Regions from separate parts of the Mus musculus genome. Here region 2 is linked to region 1. Evidence: chromatin contacts called from public HiChIP or PLAC-seq data. All regions are on one chromosome and are shown on one strand. Each heading gives the region's core, a stretch centred on a gene start, on an enhancer-like site or on the middle of the called end of the contact. The rest is flanking DNA. Distances are from core to core; before and after follow the strand shown. Region 1 has its middle 29 kb from the start of Gm41018. Region 2 overlaps Tent2 (terminal nucleotidyltransferase 2).

Region 1 (5,629 bases), core at 795-3,294:
ACCCCCAACTCCCCACTCTCCACTCCCCCAGCCCTCTCAGAAATAACAAAGCCAGCTGTCTGTGGCCTGCAGTCCAACAGCCCCAGGCAAAAGACACTCTCTTCCTCTTGCAAAGTTTCCTTCACATGTTTTTCATAACAAGAAACCACCACAGCTGACACCTGCGAGCCATCAGGCTGCAGAAAGCCTCACTGGGACCCATGCCACACCCAACCCTCCAAAAGCCCAGATGCTTTGGTGGCCTGCAACTCTCCTGCCACCAGCATCCGAGACTGTCTATCTCTAGGCTTTCCTGCTCAGGTAGTCTCCTAGTTAAGGTTGCTGTTGCTATGATGAAACACCCTGACCAAAGCAACATGGGAAGGAAAGGGTTTATTTGTCTTATGCTTCCACGTCATAGTTCATTACTGAAGGAAGCCAGGGCAGGAACCTGGAGGCAGGAGCTGATGCAGAGGCCATGGAAGTGTGCTGCTTAGTAGCTTGCTCTTCATAGCTTGCTCATCCTGCTTCCTTATAGAGCTCAGGGCTACCAACCCAGGAGTGGCACCACCCATAATGGACTGGACCCTCCCCCTTAGACCACTAATTAAGGAGATGCCTGACAACTGGATCTTATGAAGGCACTTCCTCAATTAAGGCTCCCTAAATTTTGATGACTCTAACTTGTGTCAAGGTCACATAAAAATAGCCAGTGCAGGTAGTATGCTCAAGTACCAGAGAAGCACAAGCCCTTGGATGGTCCCCCACAGAACTAAAGAGAGCTGGTTTGTGGGGGGGAACTTTGTGGAAAGTGTTCTACGTGCCTTCAGCATGGTTAACCTCCAGTCGCCCTCAGGAGAATTCCTTCCTCCTCATCCTCTACGTAAGGTTCCTCTATATCCTAAGTAATGAAGTTACCTTCACCGTATTTTGAGACAGGAGTCCATGAGTCCCAAGCTGGTCTTGAACTCACAAGGAACTGAAGATGGGATACACAAAGCAACTCTATCTGATTCCTGCAGCACTGGGGTTCAAACCTAGGGCCTGAGTGCATACCAGGCAGGTACTCTAGCAACTGCGCCTAAAGGAGTTTCAGGCAAATCCTTATCTCAAGGTCTGCTTCTGAGGGAGCTAGTCACAAGTGAATTACTCACCCAGATTTTACTTAAGCCAGACTTGTGGAATCTCAAATTTGAGTTCTCTCTCTCTCTCTCTCTCTCTCTCTCTCTCACACACACACACACACACACACACACACACTTTTCAGCATCTCTCTGAAACAAAGACATCCTTATCTTTAACACAGGCCTTACTGTCCCAACAAAAGCAGCCCATCAGCCAAGTGTAGTGATGTATGCCCACAGCTCCAGGACACAAGAGCTTGAGGCAGAAAGACTGAGTTCCAGGCAATGGCCTGTTTCAAAACAAAACAAACAAACAAACAAAAAAACAATGCACACAGTCTCTTCCACAGGCAAGAGCAGAGAAAGAATAAAGGCACACTTGCTCAGTCTCTTTCTCTACAGTCTAGGACCCCCTCTGCCTAGGGGATTGTACTGCCCACAGTGGGCTGTGTCTAAATAGTTAACATTGGTAGTCAAATCAGCCCCCCACAGGCATGCTCACAGGCCACTTTGATTTAAGCAATCCCTCATAAATTGATACTTAAAACTTAACCATCAAGATGGTATAGCCGTTCGATAAGTAAATGCTAACTGTGGAGTAAGGAAGTGATATCAATACTGGGTCATTCATTTCCTTGCTTAACCCACTCCCCTCACACATAGCCCTGGCCTGCGACCAATGCCTTGTCTTTTTCCTCCTTCTCCTGTACTGTCCCAGTGAAGCAAGGGACAGCAGGCAGCCAGTGTCTGCTCTGCACACCCTACATGAGTGGATGGTGGCAAAGATGATCTGCCCACCCCTACTCGCCCTGATGAGGCCATACTTGGGTGTTCCACCCTATTTTTCTGCACACTGAGGAAAGCTGCCAGGAACAGGCTCTGCAAACAGCCTTCTTACACAGAAGTGCGTTTCCATCTCATCGAGCACAGCTGTCACGCCTGCTGGCTGACTGAGGTCTGCGAGGCTCACCATGTGCCACCTGCCCAGAGGGCAGATACAATTCACAGGCACGCTCAGCTTGCCAAAACCAATCCCTTCCCAGCTCAGAGATCCACTCCCCCCTCACCACTCACAACCCCCCACCGCATGCCCCAGAGCCTTCCCAACAGTTGTCACCTGCTTTACAGACACCTCAAGTGACAGGGAGCTCTCTTCTACCTGAAGTAGGACGTCTTAGACATTTCTAACAGTGGGCATTGTTTCGCTAAACACTTGATAAGTGCCAGGGACTATTAAAGTGCCAGACCTGTGTGATTCCTTTAGTTAGTGAGAGAACTCTGAAACAGCGACTCATGTGCCCATCCCCACTTGACAGGCAGCTCAGAGGATTAATGACCTTCCCTGACTCACACAGGGAGAGAAGAAGTGGGGCAGGCAGTGAGATTTCAGAGCGAGGCTGTCTTCCACCACAGTCTTACTATTGCTACCCCTCTTCTCTAGTTAGAGGTAGGATGGTCTATCAGACCACTTACTCTTTTTAGATCAAATCTTTCTAAGACTGTAATGAAAGCCACGGCCCCTCTCCTGGCTAACGTGCTTATGCTCACAACACTTTGTATACAACCTCAGGAAGTCAACCATCTCAGCTAAGGACCCCAGCTAACACAGGATGGTTTTGCCTTTGCACAAAGGGATTTTAAGGGTCTTTTTTTATGTCTGGGAGTTTTTCAGCGACAAGGAATTAAAACAACTATGGAGACAAGACTCCAAAGCCAAGTGCTGGGCAGCCATCTTCATTTGTTCCCCCCGATGACGTCATTAAGGAATTGCCAGCCCAGTACAGCATTGAAAATGCCAACCCGCTTTTGACCTGATAATTCGGTGTTGGGATTTGTTTTAAGAAATTATTTAAATAAGATGAAATAAAATAAATTATTTAGAGAAAATGAAAATAAAAGCCACACCCCCAAAAAATGTATAGCAAACTTATCTCAGAGAGAGAAGAAAGAGAAGAAAAAGCTAGAAGGAGCAAAGGGACTAAAAGGCCAGCAAAATAACAGGGCACGTAGAATTAAACACATTCACCAATCAGCTTAGCCAAAAGAACTAACATAAACTTAGGAGGTGGACAGATAGGACAAAGAACACACACACAGTAGTGGCAGTCAATTATGAAGTGACAGACTGAGAGTCTCTGGGGACTTGCTAGGCTCTTTTCATACATCTCCCTAAAAGACCAATCAGAGTAAAAGCAGCTCAGAGGAGACAAAGAGATGGATAGAAACACAGACACACACACAAACACACACACACATACACACACAGAGAGACACACACAAGCACCCACACACACAGACACACACATACACACACACACACACAGAACTATAATGTAATACGCTCTGAAAAATGTCAAGTGTACACCTGTATCACAAAAGCAGGAGGCGGCATCTAAGAGAGTAAGTCAGGTAACAATTTTGGAGAATGATGGTAGCCAAAAATAATGCATTCAACAGAAACTATAGAAGATAAAACATAAGCATTCAAGAAATAACAAGCAACCGTGGACAGTAAAACCTGGGAGAGCCATTCAGTGTGAGCAGGGCCCACAAGGACAGACAAGATAGAAGTTACAGCTGAGTTTCAGCATCTGCTTCCAGTCAGGCGGGGAGGTAGACTCGGGGATGAGGGAAGAGGTCTCTGGGGATCGTGGTGCCCCTATGATGGTTAAACATCCAGGTTCTTTCTGTGGTATCAGAAACTAAAACCAGGGCATCTCCATAACTGCATGCATACTAACCAAGGGTCTGCATTCTCAAAAGACAAGCTAATTACATAATATAATTAGCATTATGGTTTTAGCTCTCACCTCAGGCAGGGGCTTTTTAAGAGGATCATGGACTTAAAAGATAGATCTGGTCCAACCCATTTGGAAAGCAAAAAGGGACCACCTTGACACCCATCTCATAAATATTCATAGAAATTTCTTTAAAATCCACAAAGTGGGCTGCTAAGATCCTTTGGGTCCTTCAGCCTCTCTCGAGGATACTTTCCTTTGCTTTGCTAAACAGACTTCTGCTTATACTGTCGCTTGGCAGAATTCTTTCCTCCAAGAAGACAAGAGCTAAGGAGAACCTTCACCAGGTTACAGATACAGAAGGTTCAGTATCATCCTGGTAGGGCCCACAAGGCGATCAGTCCCCAGAACAGAGCTCACCTGGGCCAGGCAAAGTGTCTGTCCCAGAATGGCTGGGCAGAAGTCCCTTGAGTTCCACAAGAAAAGGGCACCGCCTTCTTCTCCAATCACTCTGGTTGTAGCTATGAAAGTAATGGGTGCTGTGATCAATTTGGCCACACTTTTGGACTGGATTTTACCCCATTTTGAATGTGAGTGAGTGAGTGAGTGAGTAAGTGAGTGAGTGGTTCTCTGCTTGTCTATACAAGGGAAAGCCCATTGTCTGCCTGCTCGCCCAGATCCAATTTGATCATTAATGCCAGTAGTTACACCTGTGACTATAACAATCATATTGGAAAGCCTAGAGACACATGCTCACCAACCACACCATGTACAAGCTGGGGCAGGCCTCTGAAGGTAGCACCCCAAGGCTGACACGTGACCAGCACACTGAAGTGCGGGTCGTGAACCTTACTCTGGAGAAATGCCGCAGTGGAGGACCCCAGCCTAGGACCCTGGCTCTAACTCAGGCGCACTTTCTCCTGCTGGTGCCCGCTTCAAAGTGGCAATTCCAAACGGCCTATCATCTGGATCTGTATTTGGCAGCTCTGTGCATTCATTAGACATTTTATCTGGTCCCCTACAGAGAGTCCCAGTACATCAGCTCTCTGAGCTCCTTGAACACGGCAGCCTCTTTATTCCTGCCTGAGCCATTCTGTAGCCAACATCTATCTGCGGCATTATGTGAGGTGCGGTGTGTGGTCTGAGAAGTGATACCGGTCATTAAGATGGAGAAGAGAGAAAGAGTCGTGGTCATCGGTGCCTATGAGAGAAGACCCACGGCTGGGCCTTGGCTCTGGTGAGAAAGACCAACAGCCGGTGCCTGGCATGTCTCCGGGGACCTGGAATGACGTGTGCCTGGGCACAGCTTGCATCTCTGGCCCAAGAACCAGCTGGCACCAATAGAGCAAAGAGAGGGTCCCGAGTTTGTTCAGCCAGCTGGCAACATCCCAGCCCTATCTATCCCTCAACCATCTGGAAAATGGAAATGAGACCTCTGCTTGCTACCGAGTTCCTGGGATTTACTCATGAAGCCCCCACATACCTAGAGGAGGCTGCCCTGGTTTAAACTCTTGCTCGGCCTCTTTTGCTCGAAATAGCGAAAGTGACCCATAAATCGGTGCTCTCTGCCAGCAGCTGTGAGGGTCCTTGCCATTTCTGCTCTCCCACCCCATTGAAGGGAAGCCCCCTGCAGGCTCCTGCTGTGGGCCAGCCTCGTCTCTGAAGCAGAGAGTCCAACATCAGATCCAGCGGCTTTTGACTGGGGCTGAACGTCTGCTAGTATGGGTGCCGCTCCTTGCTCTATGGCGCCCCCTGGCTCTCAGCCAGGTTGCCCTGAATGCATATTCT
Region 2 (5,629 bases), core at 1,288-3,787, 440 kb before region 1:
GTGCCATGTTCTTTCATTCCATGTAATGGTTTTAGAGTTTATCAATGTGGATTTGTTTTTGTTTTGAGACTACTTGCCGTGTAATTTAGGCTGGTCTTGAACACTCTAGCCTCCTGCCTCAGCTTCCCTGAGTGTTGGAATTGCATTTTTTCGGTTGAATAGTATTTTATTGTGTAGATATATATACTATATTTTGCTAACATTCCTCAAGTGATGGACTTTTAGGTTTCTTACTCTGGCTGTTAATAATGGTGCTGTAAATGTCTTGAATACAGAATTTTGAGTGGATATGTGTTTTCGCTCTTGATATGTACACAGAAGTGAAATTGTTGGGTAATATGGCTAAAATATGTTCAACCATTTAGGAACCACCTAAGTGCGCTATAAAGTGGATTTTATATGTATACAGATACTCAAATTTGTTTATGTCCCTGTGACATTTGTTTGTGTCTGTCTCTCAATTTCTTATATTATTAGAGATGGAATCCAGGGCTTTCAACATGCTAGGCAAACACTAAATTACTGTCAAGGTTTAGCCTTTTTTTCCTTTAAAGATTTATTTATTATTAGTCATAAGTACATTTAGCTGTCTTCAGACACATGAGAAGAGGGCATCAGATCTCATTACAAGTGGTTGTGAACTACCATGTGGTTGCTGGGATTTGAACTCAGGACCTTCGGGAGAGCAGTCACTTCTCTTACTCACCAAGCTATCTCACCAGCCCCCTCCCCTTTTTTTCTTTTTAAGATTTATTTGCTATATTTATATGAGTACACTAGAAGAGGGCATCAGATTCTATTACAGATGGTTGTGAGCCACCATGTAGTTGCTGGGAATTAAACTCAGGACCTCTGGAAGAGCAGTCAGTGCTCTTAACTGCTGAGCCATCTCTCCAGTCCCTCAAGGTTTATCCTCATATTGGAGCCTTATTGGAGGCTCTTTATTGGAGCCTTCTGGTATAACAGTGGTTTCAGTTTTCATTCCTTAATGTATGGTGATACTAAGCATTGTTTTTTTGTTTTTTTGTTTTTTTGAGACAGGGTTTCTCTGTGTAGCCCTGGCTGTCCTGGAACTCACTTTGTAGACTAGGCTGGCCTTGAACTCAGAAATCCACCTGGCTATGCCTCCCATGTGCTAGGATTAAAGGCGTGTGCCATCACCGCTTGGCTTAGCATCTTATTTTTTACTTGGTGGACTTTTGTGTGTTCCTTGGAGGAGGTGTCCATTCAGATTCTTTGTCCAGATTTTAGTAGATTGTCTTTTTATTACTGAATTGTAAGAATTATTTTTATATTTCTAAGTAGTAGCTCTTACCAGATAGATGATTTGCAAATGTTTTGTCTTTCTGTGATTGTATTTTTAGATTTATTTTGATGTCTTCTAAAGCACAAAAATTCTTCATTTTTTGGTAGTTAAGTTTATTAGTTTTTCTTTGGTTGATTTCTTTGGCTATTAGTGTTGAATCTCAGAAACCATCTTTCAGTACAGTATCTTGAATATTGATGCCCACGTATTGAGGTACAAGATCGCGATGTACCATCCACCCACCTACCCACCTACCTACCTACCTATCTACCAACAGTGTCTTATTATGTGGCTCTAGCTAGCCTGAAACTTGATAAATAGACCAGGCTTTCCTTGAAGTCACATAATTCTCTTGAGTGTTAGAATGTGCTCTAAGAATTTTTACTTTTATTCCTTATATTTAGGACTTTGATCCATTTGTAATTAATTTATATATATGGTAGGAAGTAGGCTCCATCTGTGCTTTCCAATGGTTGGTTCATCTGTCCCAAGACTTTATCCCTTCTATGCCACCAGTTTCCTTACTATGAAGTAGGAACAAGTAAACAAAAAACAATGAGAAAGATGAGAAAGCAAAATGAAAATACCAACGTGGGGTGCTGTGCTGCTTTTCCCTCATCCTTTCATTCTTTCTTTGTTTTGCTTTATAAATTTAACTCCTGATCCATATTGTGAAAGCCTATGTTATAAGGCAAATGCAGTGAATTCTCTGAATGTAGTTACTATATATGGATTTTAAACGTATGCATGCTAGTAGGACATTTAAAAATGGGTTTATTATACATAGATATTGGAATACATTTTGTATATATTTATGTTTGTATTAGGCTAATAGGGCAAACCAAAGAACTTACTTTTACATGTAGCCTAGGAATATGTTGATTATTTGTAAATTTAATAAAGTATAATTCATTTTAGTTGTTAATAAATCATATAAGATAAGATTCCATATCTGTTTTGCTTAGTCATATAGAAAAATTTCTCACAAATGTACTATCTTTGGAATTAAGGTGTTTCCCCCAGAAAAGTAAAGATAGATTTTGTAGTTGAACCTATTTCTTTGAGTGATAACTTTACTTTTGCCTTTTTGTGAGAAAAAGAAGGAAAGCATTTCTGTTTGTTCTTGTAAGTGACAATTTTTGGAGATAGGATCTCCCTGTGTAGCATAGCTGGCTTTGAACTCATGCTCCTCCTGGTTCTGCTTTCTGAAAGCTTAGATTACAGGTGTGTGCTATCATGCCTAGCTTAAATGCTGCTCACTCTTCCAAGAGACCGCTGTTTACCAGTGTCACTGCACTGTTGATAGTTCTCATGTTCTATTTATTCTTTCAACATCCTAGTGGCATATAGCTATGGTACTAAATTTGATTAAGTTCAGAAAGTTAACTAGTTAGCTTGAAGTCTTACCTATTAAGTGTCAAGACCAAGATTTGACCCGTGTCTTTAGAGATGCAGAGAGGAGGAGTTTAATGTGCTTAGAGTCAAAAATAGGGAGATCCCATTGTGAGACCCGGCTGTAATATCACATGATCTGTGACAGTAATTACTAATAATTTTACTGAGTGACTATTGTTGCTAGCAGTGTGATCACCAATTACATGTTACTCCTATAAAGTGTATAGTGAATACAATATTTAATGTGAGTTAATTAGGCAGTGATTTGAGTCCTTGAATGTGTAATCAAATGACATTGAAAGTTTTTGAAAAGATCAAATAACACTATGAATTTATATTTTTTGGATGATAATTTTTTGCAGAACAGAGTTGTTTAGAATGAGGTGGCCTTGAAGGTGGACTGTCATCTTAGGTTGTTAATATATCTGGATAAGAGATACTGCAGCATTAAGTTGTAACAGATGGCAGGGGAAATGATATATGATATAGTGCACAAGGATTATGGATAGATAGGACTTTGCTTTGTGGCTCAGGGTGGCTTCAAATTCACAGCCCTCCAGCCTTCGCTTCCTGAGTGCTGGGATTACAAATATGCACCATTTTGGCTCACATATAACCACAGTAAATTTCATTTCAGCGTTGTTGCAGTTTCCTCATTGTGTTATGCAACAGATACTCTATACCCACTGTGATGGCTGGGGTTACTTGCTCTACTTCAGTTAGCAAGCATTGCTTGGTTGGTTTTTTTTTTTTTTTTTAAGACCAGATAACAAATATTCTAAGCAGTCAAGCTATTTGGGCTATTTGCTTTTTTCCCTCCAGTTAATAAAATGTGAAAATAATTTAACTTGTTCATATATTACAGACTGGAAGCTGTATTTGGCCTGCGGGTTCTATTTATCAGCCTTCAGGATAAATAAAATCTAATCTTTATGTGATATTAAAACTTTTACACTAGCCATTTTTACTGAATTTATTACAAACTTGGGTGCCTGTATGTTCTTGTTATAGCAAACTATCTACCCAAGATGCAATCAGTACTCTTAGTAAGTCTCTCAGCTTTAACCATTCCAATATTATATTATTATAATATGCCAACTGATCATATCCTATGACCAATTACTTTAGTCCATACTTCTCCCTCTTTTTAGTTTTGGGTTAACTTCTGGTTGTCATGTGTTAGTCATGAACATATATTTACTTCTTTTTTTTCTCCTCCGACTATTCTTGATCTTTCACTTTTCCAAAACACACATTTTCTAATTTCTAGAAAGAAGCCTTCTGCTTTTAAAAAAATTATTATATTGACTCTACATATCCTCTCGAGAATTGATATATTTACCAGTAGTTTGTTAGTATGCTATATTTTTATTTTTGTTTTGAGATAGGGAATCGCTCTGTAGATCCTACTGACCTCAAACTCATATCACTTCTGCCTCTAGCTCCCAAGTGCTGGGAGGACAGCCCTTGAGCATACCAGGCTTACTTCTCACATATTTAGATGTCTCTCATGTCAGTATTTGTGAATTCCAGTCTATATGTTCTACATAACTTTTGAAAAATAGATTTATCAATAATTTCATGTACTTTGCTGCTGTCATAAATTTTTTCTAAAATAAAATTTTTAGTGTTCATATGTATGATTTAAATTGTTATCTTCCCAATGAGTTAAAATGAGAAAAGGCCTTTAAAAATATGTTAAAATGTCCTCATGTCTCCATGGAAATGTGCTTTATCGTAGCAATGTTTCTCTGCTCATTCTTTTCTTAGAAAAACATTATGGAAATTATTTCACTCTTTTTCAGGTATTATTTTCAAACCTCTTTTTTTTTTTTAATTCTTTTCAATTTTATTCCTTTTCTTCCTGAGATTTTAGTTCTCTCTCTTCTCTTTCCGCACCCCCTTTCTCTCTCTCTCTCTCTCTCTCTCTCTATCTCTCTCAATCAATGTGTGTGTGTGTGTGTGTGTGTGTGTTTGATTAAGATGGCTACTTCTGTGCTGCTTTGAGATGGAGAAAGTTGGGCAGGTCGGCCTCACAGCTCCAGGCTCTGTCTCTGTTTCACTTCTTTGTCTAGAGCAGGAACTTTGACTTTTCTATCACTGATGCTTTAGACCAGATATTCCCAGGGGACAGGTAACCTTATGTCCTGTAGGATGGTTAGTTGTATCCCTTGTCTTTTGAGGCTAGTTACATAACTCTGCCCCGGTTATGGTAACCAAAATAGTTTCCAAACATTATCAAATACCTTCAGTAGTCAGAATCATTCTAGACCTTTCCTCTGTTTCTCATGGCTTTGCTCTGTTTAGATTTCAGTGCCTGACAATTTTTTGCTTGTTATACAAGGGACTTTCCTTTAAAGTCTTTGAACTTTCAAAGGACTGCTTGCATTTGCTTTTAAATTATAGCTTGAGAAGGTTTCTACTAGAATTGTATACTACATCAATTGTATTCTACATCAACAGTGAACCTTCAGTTTGGAGGGAAAGAAGCAAAAAGCAGTAGTAGCTAGAGACCATTTGATCTCTGAGTATTGGATTCAAGGGCTGTCCTAGCTCTGTTTCCCTTTCTCCTATTCACTGTTTTGATACTGTGGCAATCTGGTGTTAGAGTTTGACCTTTACAGGTCAGAAAGGGTTCATGGAGGATACTCAGTGGTTTATGTGTATTTGTTGCCAGTGTTTGGTTTTGGTTTAGTTTAATCTACTTTATTCTCCTGGTTGTTCTGTCTCTTTTTGTGGGGCAAGTATTTACAGATTTAAAAAAAAAAAAATCATGGCAGTTTCATGGTCAAGTTGTCAGCAGCTCTCTGAATATGATATTAAAAACAAATCTTAAATGAGACTTTTGGCTGGTTATAAATAGACTATGGGGAGGCCAAAGAAGGAGAAGCTGAAGAACAAAAGAGATTGAGAATTGATAGAGTTGCT

Evidence for each region. HiChIP or PLAC-seq counts read pairs in DNA pulled down with a chosen protein or histone mark.
Region 2: a contact with region 1 is called in an H3K27ac HiChIP or PLAC-seq map of large pre-B cells, with 2.6 times the contacts expected there. The contact joins two enhancer-like sites. A contact is called at or near these places in 4 of 39 promoter capture datasets (the C10 cell line, hippocampal neurons and pre-B cells) and 4 of 115 datasets of contacts at active chromatin or transcription factors (embryonic stem cells, large pre-B cells and thymic regulatory T cells).

What each region holds. Positions count from the first base shown.
Region 1 is chr13:92,733,491-92,739,119 of GRCm38.p6, reverse strand. No RefSeq gene overlaps it. Among named protein-coding and RNA genes, the nearest start is that of Gm41018, 29 kb to the right of the region's middle. Within about 2 kb of position 2,044, at least 58 of the 459 cell types and tissues checked have an H3K27ac peak or open chromatin away from gene starts, as enhancers often do.
Region 2 is chr13:93,177,444-93,183,072 of GRCm38.p6, reverse strand. The region is part of intron 4 of Tent2 (terminal nucleotidyltransferase 2); the gene reads left to right. Among named protein-coding and RNA genes, the nearest start is that of Tent2, 12 kb to the left of the region's middle. Within about 2 kb of position 2,537, at least 9 of the 459 cell types and tissues checked have an H3K27ac peak or open chromatin away from gene starts, as enhancers often do.